Regions from separate parts of the Gossypium arboreum genome. Here all the other regions are linked to region 1. Evidence: chromatin contacts called from public Hi-C data. All regions are on one chromosome and are shown on one strand. Each heading gives the region's core, a stretch centred on a gene start, on an enhancer-like site or on the middle of the called end of the contact. The rest is flanking DNA. Distances are from core to core; before and after follow the strand shown. Region 1 holds the start of LOC108484687 (glycerophosphodiester phosphodiesterase GDPD1, chloroplastic-like). Region 2 holds the start of LOC108486317. Region 3 holds the start of LOC108485538 (bidirectional sugar transporter SWEET15-like).

Evidence for each region. A called contact is a pair of places that touch in the nucleus more often than the background predicts.
Region 2: a contact with region 1 is called in a Hi-C map of leaf, with 2.6 times the contacts expected there. The contact joins the promoter of LOC108486317 here to the promoter of LOC108484687 in region 1.
Region 3: a contact with region 1 is called in a Hi-C map of leaf, with 2.2 times the contacts expected there. The contact joins the promoter of LOC108485538 here to the promoter of LOC108484687 in region 1. A contact is called at or near these places in 2 of 5 Hi-C or Micro-C datasets (both in leaf).

What each region holds. Positions count from the first base shown.
Region 1 is chr3:9,388,108-9,392,600 of ASM2569848v2, forward strand. LOC108484687 (glycerophosphodiester phosphodiesterase GDPD1, chloroplastic-like) reads right to left here and starts at 1,516. Exons shown (of 8, transcript XM_017788569.2): 1 at 1,230-1,516; 2 at 958-1,142; 3 at 231-290; 4 at 59-139. The coding sequence starts at 1,332.
Region 2 is chr3:9,227,061-9,231,500 of ASM2569848v2, forward strand. It overlaps LOC108486317, which reads right to left and starts at 3,174. Exons shown (of 11, transcript XM_017790310.2): 1 at 2,510-3,174; 2 at 2,147-2,219; 3 at 1,372-1,437; 4 at 869-930; 5 at 674-742; 6 at 283-311; 7 at 1-186. The coding sequence starts at 2,629.
Region 3 is chr3:9,549,163-9,553,197 of ASM2569848v2, forward strand. It overlaps LOC108485538 (bidirectional sugar transporter SWEET15-like), which reads left to right and starts at 2,673. Exons shown (of 6, transcript XM_017789390.2): 1 at 2,673-2,840; 2 at 3,524-3,560; 3 at 3,668-3,878; 4 at 3,980-4,035. The coding sequence starts at 2,789.

The sequences.
Region 1 (4,493 bases), core at 266-2,765:
ATCAAAAGACCAAAAAAAGAACATGGTCGATCAAAAGAGAAAGATCAAAGATTATTACACTTCCAGGGTGTTTCTGAGGTCCATAGGAAAGAAATTCAGCCAAAGCAAGTTCTGTAACTCTGTTCTCAACAATGGCACCCTGGAATTGACACCCAAAATATTTAGCAACTTAACCAATTGTAGGGTATGAATCATGCAAAACTATGAGAGGAAAGGTGAAAATAGCTAACCTTTTCTTCATGGAGGATGAAGTTGTCATGGTAAATGACAGGGTAGTCATCTTTCGTCACCTACAACAAATAGGTTTTTTTGGTATTTGTTTACAAGATCCGTCTAAAGGTTCTTTGTTCATCCATGTAGGTTTTTTTTTTTTAAAGAGAAAAAAAAGAAAAGAAAAAGAAAAACACCACCAAAGATGGCAATTCAAAGAAAACAAAGGTAAACCAATCAGTGCCCCAACAAAAAGCAGATTCATAACTAAATCGACAATGAATGCTGAATGAAACAAAAAATGAATTAGACATCAAAGATTAAGGTTTAGACCAGCTAAACAGGGTTGCAAGTGGGATCTCTTTCATTGTGGGGTTGGCCGGGCCACCTGACGACCTACCGGGCATGAGACAACAACCTCATCCAGATCGACATTACGAGTCCCCATTAAAACTAGTTATCAATTTCGCGGCGAATAGAGACAGAACCTCACCGCTTTTTTTCTTAGTTTGGTAGGGTAGATAATAATAATAACAACAATTAAAAAAAAAAAGGGAAAAGGAAGAAAAGGAAGTTCTAAGAAAGGGTAAATAATACTGAAAGACAAATGTTTGCTCTCTCTCTCTCAAAAACCATCGGCGGATTTGAGAGAAACGTGGAAGTTAGTTTAATTGCGGGGCATGCCGCCGGTTTTATACCGGGATACGCTATGTTTGGTGAAAGGGAGGAGAGAGATGGTAGGCTCACCTGAACGTCAAATTCAATGAAATCGATAGGAAACTTAGCCGCCTCATTGAAAGAAAGAATAGAATTCTCTTTGATGGATTTCATTCTGGGATCAGGCGATTGCAACATGTTCATTCCGTTCCCTCTGTGACCCACTACTAGAAACTTGGGAATGTTGCATTCGCATATTTTATCATCATTAACACCTATTCATATACCCCCATTAAAACAAGATCTTTTAAGCTAAAAAGAAAAGAAAGGTAGGGTGGAGATTGAAAATTCAACAACTTTACCTGCTCGGAAACGAGTTGAGCAGAGTGCTAATGCAGCATTCTCAGGGACTTGATCAAGATTAGGCACATCACAAACATGAACCGCTTTGAGAGCCATGGCCATATCTTGTCTATTCTTTTCTAATGAATTGGCTAAGATTCATTGAATTTAAGAAAGGGGTCAGGTGACGGTGGAAACAGGCATAGGAACTGTTTAACAAGATCACATGAAAAACAAAGATGGGAAGTGGAGAATTTAAACCGACTCCAGAAACCTTTTTCATCTCTTTGGAATATTTGGCCATTTATTTTATAGATTTATTTTAGAGGGAGCACACTTGAAACTTAAGATGGAATATTCCGTAGGTGGAGGACAGGAGAAAATCACGGTCGTTTACATTTTTACCATTTTTTTCTTTTCTTCTATTTTTGGTTATCCGTTAGTTATATTACTTATTATAGTTTCACTTGTTGATAAACATAGTAAAAAAATTAATAGATAAAGAAATTATTCCTTTATTAAGTGAATATATTGATAATTAATTTTATCATAATAAAAGAAAAATCGTATTATTGTTAGCTTACAACATTGAAATTATGAGAGCATTTTATATATAACTATATTAATTATATTAATGATGAGTAAATTATATTAATTAATTATTGTATAGTTAAATATATTACGTGTGGGCTTTGCGGGGATCTCATTTTTTTTTTTTTACCAGGAAAGAAGAAGAAAATTGTAGAAGGCTGTGGAATTGGAAGGACAATCTATACAATACATAAAATAAATATTTTAATAATCTATTATTTTGATTCAGAATTTTCGTCCATGAAAAGTGCCTTCCTGAATTTCATTAACCTTCCAGAAATTTTCAAATCTGCTCATACGTAAATAGATTAAACTAGCTAGAATTGTGATTCTTTTTTTGTATGGATACAGGGCTGGTAAATGTTTTATGCTGTGGCTCCAAACCAATTAGTGAAGAACGTGACTACGAAAACAACACTGAAAACAAACAAAAACAATCTCAAGAAAACCCAAAGCAAACAACGCATGTTCATCAGATTCTTGACTAGACATAAGTATCCAAACTAAAGTCTTGCCCTAGATTAAGTTCATCGACCAGCAGTTTCTCTAGTACATCGGTAATGCTAGGATGCTATAGTTCAAGTGAACAGTCTCCAATGACCAATAAAAAGGAGGAAGGCTAAAATGACATAAGATCAACTTTGTAATTAATTTCCAGTGTTTGTTTGTTGGTCTTCCACAATCACTTGGTTAAGTTGCAACTTGTTTAATAGTTATTCCTGTATCTGCTCACAAAGATTAATTGTTTTTTTTTTTTCAATTTGGTAATAGAGTTAAGACATTTGACATAGTAAATTTGATCCCACTTGATTTTCACTCACAAAATTGAATAGATTCAACTATGCCTATTGAAAAGTCAGGATGAGAATTTTCATCAAGTTTATAGATGAGAAAACATAATGTTCTATCATGACAAATTTGAAGACACCAACTACAAATGTCGAGGGAGTTAAAATATAAAAGTCTGAAGCTACATGGACTAGTGAAGAAGAGAAGATTGCTACTGAAAATTCTAAAACACAGAATATCATATTATGTGGTATTGATGAACCAGAATTTAAGGGAATGATCTAAATCATAAGGAGTAATATGTAAAGAAAATTTAAAAAGAACTAAAGGGATTGAAAACGTACGTGAAAAAGAATATATAAAAATTTACACCATTCTAATATTTAATATGATATATATTTTTCTTACAGTAAACAGTCTTATGTTTTGTATGGTAATATGTAATAATTATATATTATTTTGATTAGGATTTTTGACATATAAACTTAATAATTAGGTCTACTTTGATATTTGTATCTTTTAAAATTTATTTTAATACTTGAACTGAAGATAAAAATATACCTGCATCAAAATTGAGCAAATATCATTAATCTAAGTTCATGGTAAAAATTGTTGGAAAATATGGACATCACATATATAATAAAGATAATTACATGTTATTATTTACTATCTATTAGCCTAAATTAAGAGTGATCTAATTTGGTTAAAGTTTTATTGAGCTTTAATTATTAAATAAAGTATGAGTTAAATATGTGTAGATACTATAGTAATTAAGTTCTAATCAAATTCTAATTAATGATGTGTTAATTAGGAATTAGGGCTAATATGTCAAAGTTATAAATATTAGGGTTATGGTCCTCAAATTACATACAATATATATTTTTTTAATATCCCATTATTAGGAAGGAAAGAGATATCAAATATTATCTAAATTTCTTGTGTGCTAATTTAGAAAATCAAATCCTCAAGATTTGTAGATTTCAAGGGATCCATGAATTCAGATACGCTTCGCATCTAGTTTTATACTTGTATTATTCTTGATGATTTGACATGATGATTTTGCTTTATGATTTCTTAAGTTTTATATCATATATTAATTTATGATTCTAACAAGTGGTATTAAAATCTCGTTATATTGAATCATTAGGAATTAATTAATATTCTTTCTTTTTGAATGATTTATGAAATTTTAGGGTTTTGATTTTAATCTTTAATTTGGATTTTTTTAATTGATGAATTCAATTATTAGGGTTTGAAATATGCTTTTAGTTTATCAATTAATAAATAAAGACGGTTTGTTTATTTATTTATTTTCTATTTGCATGTTTTGTTTCAATTTCAGTTCATGTTTGCGCATATGTAATTATTATTATTATTATTTTTCCATATAAGCCATTTAATTTAATGTTAAAAAATTCACAGTATAGAAATTGATTGATATATATGTTTCGTTTATATATTTATAATATATGCATGTTATGATTGATTCAATGTATGAAATGCATGATTAGTTCATATACATGTTTCGGTTATATATATAATATATGCATATTGTTTTGGAAAAGTATATAAATAAATATATACATATATATACACACGCAATTATCTTTTCATTTGATTGAAAGATAAGACTAAGATAAATATTTTGAAACAAATAAATTCAGATTTTGGTTTTAATTAATGATGTATAATATTTTAAATATATTAGTTAAAACAAAATGCCGCCAAAGTAACCTCTTTTGTGTAGATTAGTTTATTTAAACTATCGAGATGATTATATGTTTTTGTGATTCATGCGTTTATTAATTGACTCAAAGGTAAGTTAATATTTGACAGAACTTCAAATGACATCTATAGTGATAAATGTGTGACAATTATAAGGTATTTTATGTGAGCAATAAGTT
Region 2 (4,440 bases), core at 1,924-4,423, 160 kb before region 1:
GCTTGTGTAAGAAGGCTTCTTGATTGTCCTTGCTTTAGAGACTTCAATCGGAAAACAAATAAAGTCGCCTCATCATCATATTCATCATGTGCTACTTGTAATTGCTGCATGGAAAAGTTATCCCCTTTCCGACCTTTTGACCTTCCTTTTTCTTTGTATCTCATTGCCATGTGCTCGTACACATTTCTGTAGGAGACAGACCAAAGATCAGAAGCTATTATCTTTGGAAGATGAACTTTGTGCATGTCTATTTGTTAAAAAAACAAATAAATAAACTTGGACCTTTTTTCTTCACATTGCCTCTTCATCTCCTGCATCAACAGACGGGGGAATTCAATATTATATCATTTAAAAATGCAACAGGCTCTATAGTACATAATGCAATTTTTTTTTGTAACTAAAACAATGTGATTCACCAATAAAAATTTAAGCTTTTGTTGATAATATTCATATAATACCTAAGAAAACGATGATACATGTACATGTCCAAAAAATAGAAAATAAACGACATTTAAAACAAATACTATTATGATCAAATAATTGACCACTACGTTGACAAGAGTCAAAAGCCAAACCAGAAGTGACAGAGCTTCAGATGATTAAAATAGCAAAATTTGCAGCAAAAGACCAAAACAAATGTGCCAATAATTCGATGAATTCCTTAAGAACAAACCTCAACTGTTCGAAGTTCATTAAGAAGAGACTCTGATGGGATTGTGATTGTCTGCGATATATGAGACCGCTGAAGGATGCAAAATAAATATCCAGTAGCAGAGGAAAGAAGTAAGATGTAAGATTTAATTAGAAATTTCAGATCATAACTTAAAAAAAAAATGAAAACAGAAGAAGAAAAGAAAAGAGGACTCACATAGCTGTCAAGAAGTTTCTGGAGTTTGAACTGTACTTTTCCTAGCATTAGTAATACTTTACCTGCCCAGGAACAAATGCAGCATATTTTCAGCCATCCATTTCTGAAATTGTTTGCGGCTATATATAACAGACCATGTATTCTGTTCAAGAAGAAATATAATGCATACTATCTGGATGTGCCAAAGTGGGTAAAATAGGTCCTATGCTATCAGATTTAGAGAAGGAAAAAAATCATCTTCCTAAAACATGAGAGATTGAAGGTAACAACCGAAAAGATGCATTCCAAATTCGGATATGCTATATGTGAATAAGCTAAGACTTGTACTGTATTCAACTAAAACACAAGAAGAACTTCAAAACTGGTAGTTTATGGAGGAAAAACTAATTCACTGGCAAGTTAATGAGTTCAATTGTAAAGTCTTACACTGAATGTCATCTGTTATTTGTTCATATTAATTGGCAATATTGAGATCAAAGGTATGACAAAACATATTTACTTACCACTTTCTTCATCATCATTTAATGCAGTTTTTGCAAGAAGACAAGTACCCATTTCCCGCAATGAGTCTGAGAATTCTGACAATAGCAGGACCACATGAGAGATCTAAATATTGGCATTGCAGAGTATATAATAATGTCACTCCAAGGCTTGAACTTGAAAAGAAAACTTGATTCAACAATGGCATTTGCATCATGCAGAAACAAGCATTTCAGAACTTTACATGATAATAATGCTAGATGAACTCAAATGTATTCATTACCATGAAAAGAACGAAACATGTCATTGTAAAAGAGCTTGAAATAATTTAAATATATATATATAAGGAGAGCAAGAAACCCTCTAAATGCATAACATGAATGATGAAGAACCAGAACATGCTTCAGGTTGTCTTTGGTAATTTGGATTTCAAAAAATGGACTTGAATTAAAAAATAATGTAAATTGTGTAATAATGGCATGTAAGTGTAGCACGCATGGTTGTTTCCTAAATTCTCAGATTTGTTGGTGCCTTAGTAATGAACTTGAAATACCTATAAATATTTAAGAATTCGCAATTCATGTTTATATGCTTTAAAATAAGAACCATGTCGAATCTTAACTAATTTATATATAATATGTCACATTCTCACAATTCACATAGCAAATGAAATCCACACCCAAATTTTCAAATCCATGTTTCTAAACATAGCACAAACTTCAATCAGAAAAAAAAAAGGTAATTTCAATGAAAAAGAAATAAAATTTGAAAAACGCTAGAAAAATGTCAATGAGATACCGTAAGCACAATTCGTAGTTGCAGCAGCTGCATAAAGTAAGCCTTCGTAGCAATCTCTCATATCCTGCATATCCTGCAAATCATACAAGTCCATAGATAACCACTTATATAATCAGTATACTTCAATTATTTTCAGCGGAAAGAGAAAAAAGAGAGAGAGAATAGATAGTGATACTGTATTAATCATTCCTAAAAAGAAAGAAAAAGAAATTCCTCTGAATTAATAAAAGGATCTCCTCAGTCCTCCCTAATCAGAGAGAAAACCCTAACTGAAAATTTGAAGAATGAAATCTAGGAAAGGAAGTGGAACTAGAAACCGCAGTGACCATGGAAATAGTAAGAAGCAAAGAAGGGAAGAGAGACCTGAGAAGCTTGAGCGAGCTCGTCAAGTTGAGGCAAAGCTAGAACATCTGGCCGCTGCTTGGCTTCCCCACCGTGCTTGTGATGTGCCAATCCTCGCAATCTTCTTAAAGAGGTCTTCATTTTTCTTCAGCCTCGAAAATAGATAGATTCAGTTTCCAATTCCAAAACAAAACTCCCCTCCTCCTCCTCCTCCTCCTCTCTGTTTTTGTTTGTCTGAGTATATTATTTCTTGTTTTAAACTTGGCATTGAGGAATGAACAATTAAAAATCAAGTGACCAACATATGTTGTAGCCAGGAATTTGCTCTTTCTTTGACTTCTTCGTTACAACACGACCCTACCGTTTTTTTACGATTCTTTAATTATTATTATTTTTTAATTCAGATGATCAAATGGGGCATCTTAGAATCATAATAAAACCATGTAGGAGGCCAAAAGTCAATACCCCTTTTTTTTAATGAATAATAACGAGTGCGATTACGATAGAATTGACATAATAAGACACAATAATTCTTTCTTTCTTTCTTTTTTACAGAGCAAAAAAGCTTAGATTTGCTTTCATTCCATTGCTACGTATACCATTTCTTTCCTTGCATATATTAATCTTCTTCTCATACCTTTTCTATTACTAAGTTAAAATTAGGTGTCAAAATGTATAATTTAGAACAGAATTCGTTAATAATGTCAAGGAAAGTGTTTTGAATCATTTTGATGTCAAAATCTGGACTAACAAGCAAAGTTTGTCATTCTGATGTCAGTTAATTGTACTAACACCGGTATTGGGATTTGGGAATCAAACAAGGATAGTTGATGATCCACTCTTAATTTGTGACCAATAACTGTTTTTCTCGATTGCTTTCAATGTGTATTTGTTTCCCAATAAAGAAAAACAGTGTCGAATTTTCAAAGTCTATTCAAATCCCGTTTGATTATTAATTTAGAAACTTAAAAACACGACGACCAGCTAAAGAAAACGAGAAAAAAAAAAGGTAGGCAGCAAAACGGCGTTTTTGGTCAAAAAACCGTGTTGCTTGGGGACTGAGTCTAGGAATTTTGTATTTTCTTTCCAATATTCCTATTTCGGCCACCTTCTTATTCAGATTTGTTTCGGATGGATGAATCTGTGTCTCTCAAAACTCCCATCAAATTTGACACTCTTCATGGGCATGGCTACTTGGCTAGGGCTGATTTTGTTGATGGTTCCCTCCACTCTTGAAAGAACAACTGTCAGCTAAGCATGTGAAGTTAGTTATCATGGAAAGCGATCTAACTCACCGGTTTCTTTGTTTTCTGCTATATTTTCTTCCACCTGATCAAATTACCTTTTATTAAATGATTTGTTTTCCAATTAAAATATAGTTGGACGAACCAAATATGCAAAATCACGCGTATGACTTGAGAAATGCAGCCTGATTACTGACCCACTCTTCTACCACATCCTACGCTACGCCAATTATTGCTTCTCATTATCAAATTTAAGTCATTACCTACAAGCTGAAGGTTAGGGGTCAGTACATAAAATATGCCAACTGCTTTATCATTAAACAAACCAAACAATTGTAACCAACAGAACATAAAACATATGATATATACAGGTTTAGAAAAGATGCAGATGCGAGTAGGAAGAGAATGATTTTTTGTTTATAAAAAAAAAAATAGAGAATGATTCTACTTTTTTATTAATCTTAGAATAATAACAAGATTGTAAACCTAAGAAGTCAAGAGTGCTCTTTTTGGTGATTCAGAGAAATAATTTGTAATTGTGGCTAGGTTGAGGGTGAGTGGTGACTTTGATAAGGGAGTATGATGAAGGACGAGATTTCCCTTCTTGAGGAAGAACTTGTTCAACTATCAGTGAAGAGTTTGTCAGTGGTTCCGATTGAAAATCTAAAGTTAATATGTTCTATTTGGACAAAAAAGTCTTCTAATCCT
Region 3 (4,035 bases), core at 1,423-3,922, 160 kb after region 1:
CCTTAATTAACTAACCAAACATCAAAATTATTGAACCAAATATTAATACGACACTTAAATAATTCGTAAGTATTAAATAAGTAATATTTATGGACTCTCACATCGGATTTGTGGTCTTGAAACCATTATTTTTTACACCACTGAAAATGGGTTGTTACATCAACCATCTCTTACAGGTTGCAATCAGCACAAGTCGAATCGGTTGGGTGCGAGACCTAGCCTTGCCAGATCCTTTGCGTAGCTACTACTCAACATAACGAGCCTGGGTTATGATATTTTTTGTCAATTGGCTTAGTAGTTTGATTGGCTCGATGCGACACTCAACCGACCTTTGTTGCTACATGTGTACGATAAGGCAGGATGCGCCGGCACACTCGTGTGACGCGTGTCCACGCCTCAACCTCTAATGTGATACATATATAACAACAAAACAAGAGTTATACAATATTCAAACAATAACAACAAAATAGTAGCAATAATAGCGAAATGACAACAAAACAGCTCAGGTCGAGTTGGGCTTAGACCAAACAAATCCTGCCCGAAGCTCGGCCCATTTAAAAAACGAACCTTATTTTTTTATTCAAGCCCATTTTTTAGGCTTATATTTTTGCTCAAACCCTCTCACTTTTCGAGTGAGCCTTTGGGCCTAGGCAAGTGGCCCAACCCATGATCAGGTCTAGGCAGCACTAAAGGAGTCAAGCAAGGGCCTTGAGCCCCTTAAAATGGAAATTTTATATTTTAGTCTCTTTAAATCCAAAAAGTTATAAATTAATACATGGTAAAATTACATTGTAACTCCTCAAAATGATAAATTTATGATTTAATGTTTTAAAATTTATAAAATTTTAAACTTACAATAACAAAAACTGTATTTAAATTATCATAAAATATTTAATTTAATTTCAATCCTCCAAAAATATTTCCAACCTCAACAAAATAAAAATCCTAGATTGATGGTTGATATCTAATAAGAATTACATGTTACTCTAAAAGAATATTGTATACTTTAATTTATTATTCAATTTGTTGCTTCATAACAAATGTGGTTTAACATGTGCTAGTCATTGATCATTGTTGATATTCCATCTCGGTAATACAATGAGCAAAAGCATTTTAGGAAGAAAGTTTTTATAGTAAGAATCTAATAATTGTTTTACAGAACATTGATGTTCCATAAGTTTTTTCTATTTAAGTGAATACATGAATCCGTCATGATACGTTAGTAATATTAGGACTGGTTTGTAGGCAAATTATATGATTTTGTTGGTCCAAATTCATGGTTTTCACCTCTTTCTCGCTTAACAAGAAAAGGAAAACGAAAAAAAGAAGAAAGCTTAAAACAGAAAAAAGAATGTCAGATTCTCGTATACCATACGAAACCTTTGCCATGCACAGAATCCAAACGCAATCAAACAAAAAACAAACTGAAATCATTTTGAGAGAGATGGTAATAATTAGGGCTGACGCGTATTATGCCATTTATCATTTTTTTAAAGATAACCAGAAACGGCTTCTAAGGTAGAGTTTCCATTACTTCACTTGAATTTAGGCTTTTCTACGGACACCTTTCTGGTCTCTCATCCCCGTAACGTAACCCCTTTTGCTGATATCGTGCCACCCCTGTTCTCGGCGCGTCAATGCAAAATTTAAATACAGGTGTCCTCTTTTTCTTTCTTTTTTTTAATAAACGACGCATGCGCGTCTCTTTTGAATTTAATAGCTGCTATACTATAGTAAAATACATATAATTTACTGTAGATGTTTGGCTTTAATAGCATAATAAGTTGTAAAATTATCTATGAATTTTAATTTAATGTGTAAAATAATATATAAACTTAAATTTAGTGTAATTATATATATATATATATTTCTAATATTATTAACAAAAATTATATGTAAATTTATTTATTACAACTTATAAAAAATATTCACAAAAATTCATTTGCGAATGGGAGATCTATTCCTTATTCATAAAATATAACAATATTTAATCCTTGTAAAAACCCGTAACCAAAGGATTGTTTGGAATGACACGATGATCACTAGAGAATTTTGACCACACGAACTTGATTGAGATGCCAAATCTGTCAGACAAAAGACAAAAAATTAATAAATTTATCATGAATTCAAGATAAATTTTCCCAAAAATCTGATTTTCTTTTTCTAAATAATTTTTTTGAAAAAACAGTCTTTACCTGAGACTGTGTCTGCAGGTTGATTATTTGGGGTATATAATTGTTGTACTGTGTGAAATTATTGTTGACATCCCAAGGTAAGTCCCTGTTCATATATTTACTGTTAACTATATAATGACAGTTGTTAAAAACTTAATTATACCACTGTAAAAGCACACACAAAAAAAAATTATTATTATTATTATTATTAGAAATATATACAGTCTAATTCTAAACCGTAAAGGAGGTGGCACCGAAATAAAATGCCAAATAGGTTGGAATGAAGGACACGCGAGTAAAGAAGCACGTGGGGGTAAGAGGGGAATTTGGTAAGGCCAAAAAATCAATGATTTTATGCGAAGCTACCTACTAATGTTTCCACTTGTCATGCAAGTAGGAGGAGTTTGATACGCATACACTGTGTGCTTGCATCAATGATTCACCACGCCACCATTCCTCCCTATATATAAACCCCCCCCCCTCCCTTTCCCTTCCCCTCAGCTCACCCACATCATAGTTTCTGAGAAAGAGAGCTAGCTAGGGTTTTATAACCCTTTCAGCTCCACACTCCCAACTCCATTCATTCTCTCTCTCTTTTCTTTTGCTTAATACAAATGGCCTTAATGGCAGATCACCATTCCTTGGCAGTTGCATTTGGTGTCTTAGGTAATAATTATTAACAAAATGCTCTTTACCTTCATTTCCATTACTCATCATCAGACATGAATAGAACTGAAGCTGCTAATTCCTCCTCATGTTGTCACCGTATTCCATCTTCTTTTCTTTAGTTTTTGTCCTAGCTTCATTTAAGCCCGTTTTCCTCCTCTATTTGAGTAATATATATTTACACGTTACGCTAGGGCTTCTTCATTGTTTTCCTTGTTAGTTTCTCCATCCTCGACTTAGTTTATTTCTTCAGGAGGCTTTTTTGTTTGGTCATAATTTGGTTAAAGCTAAACAAGTAATAATACACGTACTATTTTTGTTCCTTCTTTATGGTTTTCAACAAGTTGGTTTTGTCCTTTCTTTCAAGTACCCTCGAGTTTACAAAAATTGATCTTTATTAATTAAATAATATGTGGAGTTATATATACTTTTTTAACAAAAAAGATACACGATGTGTTCTTTCGCTTTCAAGTACTTAGTGTTGACACCTAAATGATGATCCACCTTCCCAATCATATGAAATTATTCATTTATTTGGAAACAATACCTTTGTATCTGCATGAATGCATTTTTATTCATTTTGGCTTTCTAGTTGAGCAACGAGAACTTTATGATTATACAAATTGTACTCTTTTATTTTTTTTTTATAAATAACCAATGAATTGGTTTGCAATTGGTGGCAGGTAACATCATCTCAGTCCTTGTATATCTGGCTCCACTGTAAGCATCATTCTTTTTCATCTTCCTTTTTACTGGACTCTAAAACAATGGTTTGAAATTAATAAAAATAACACTTTTTTTCTTTTTTTTCTGCATAAAAATTTCAGACCAACATTCTACAGAATATACAAAAAGAAATCAACGGAAAGTTTCCAATCACTGCCTTACCAGGTGGCATTGTTCAGCTCGATGCTATGGCTTTATTACGCGTTAATGAAAAAGGGTGCCTTCCTTCTCATCACCATCAACTCCTTTGGGTGTGTTGTAGAGACTATATACATAGCTATATACATAGCTTATGCAACCAAGAACAGCAGGGTACTTTTTAATTAATATGATCATTTATTTATTTTGGGTGAGAATATATCACACTATTAGTTCGATGGTTTAACTAGATTATTATGATTTTGAAATTGCAGGTGTCTGCTATAAAACTTTTTGTAGCTATGAACGTTGCGCTCTTCTCATTCATCAT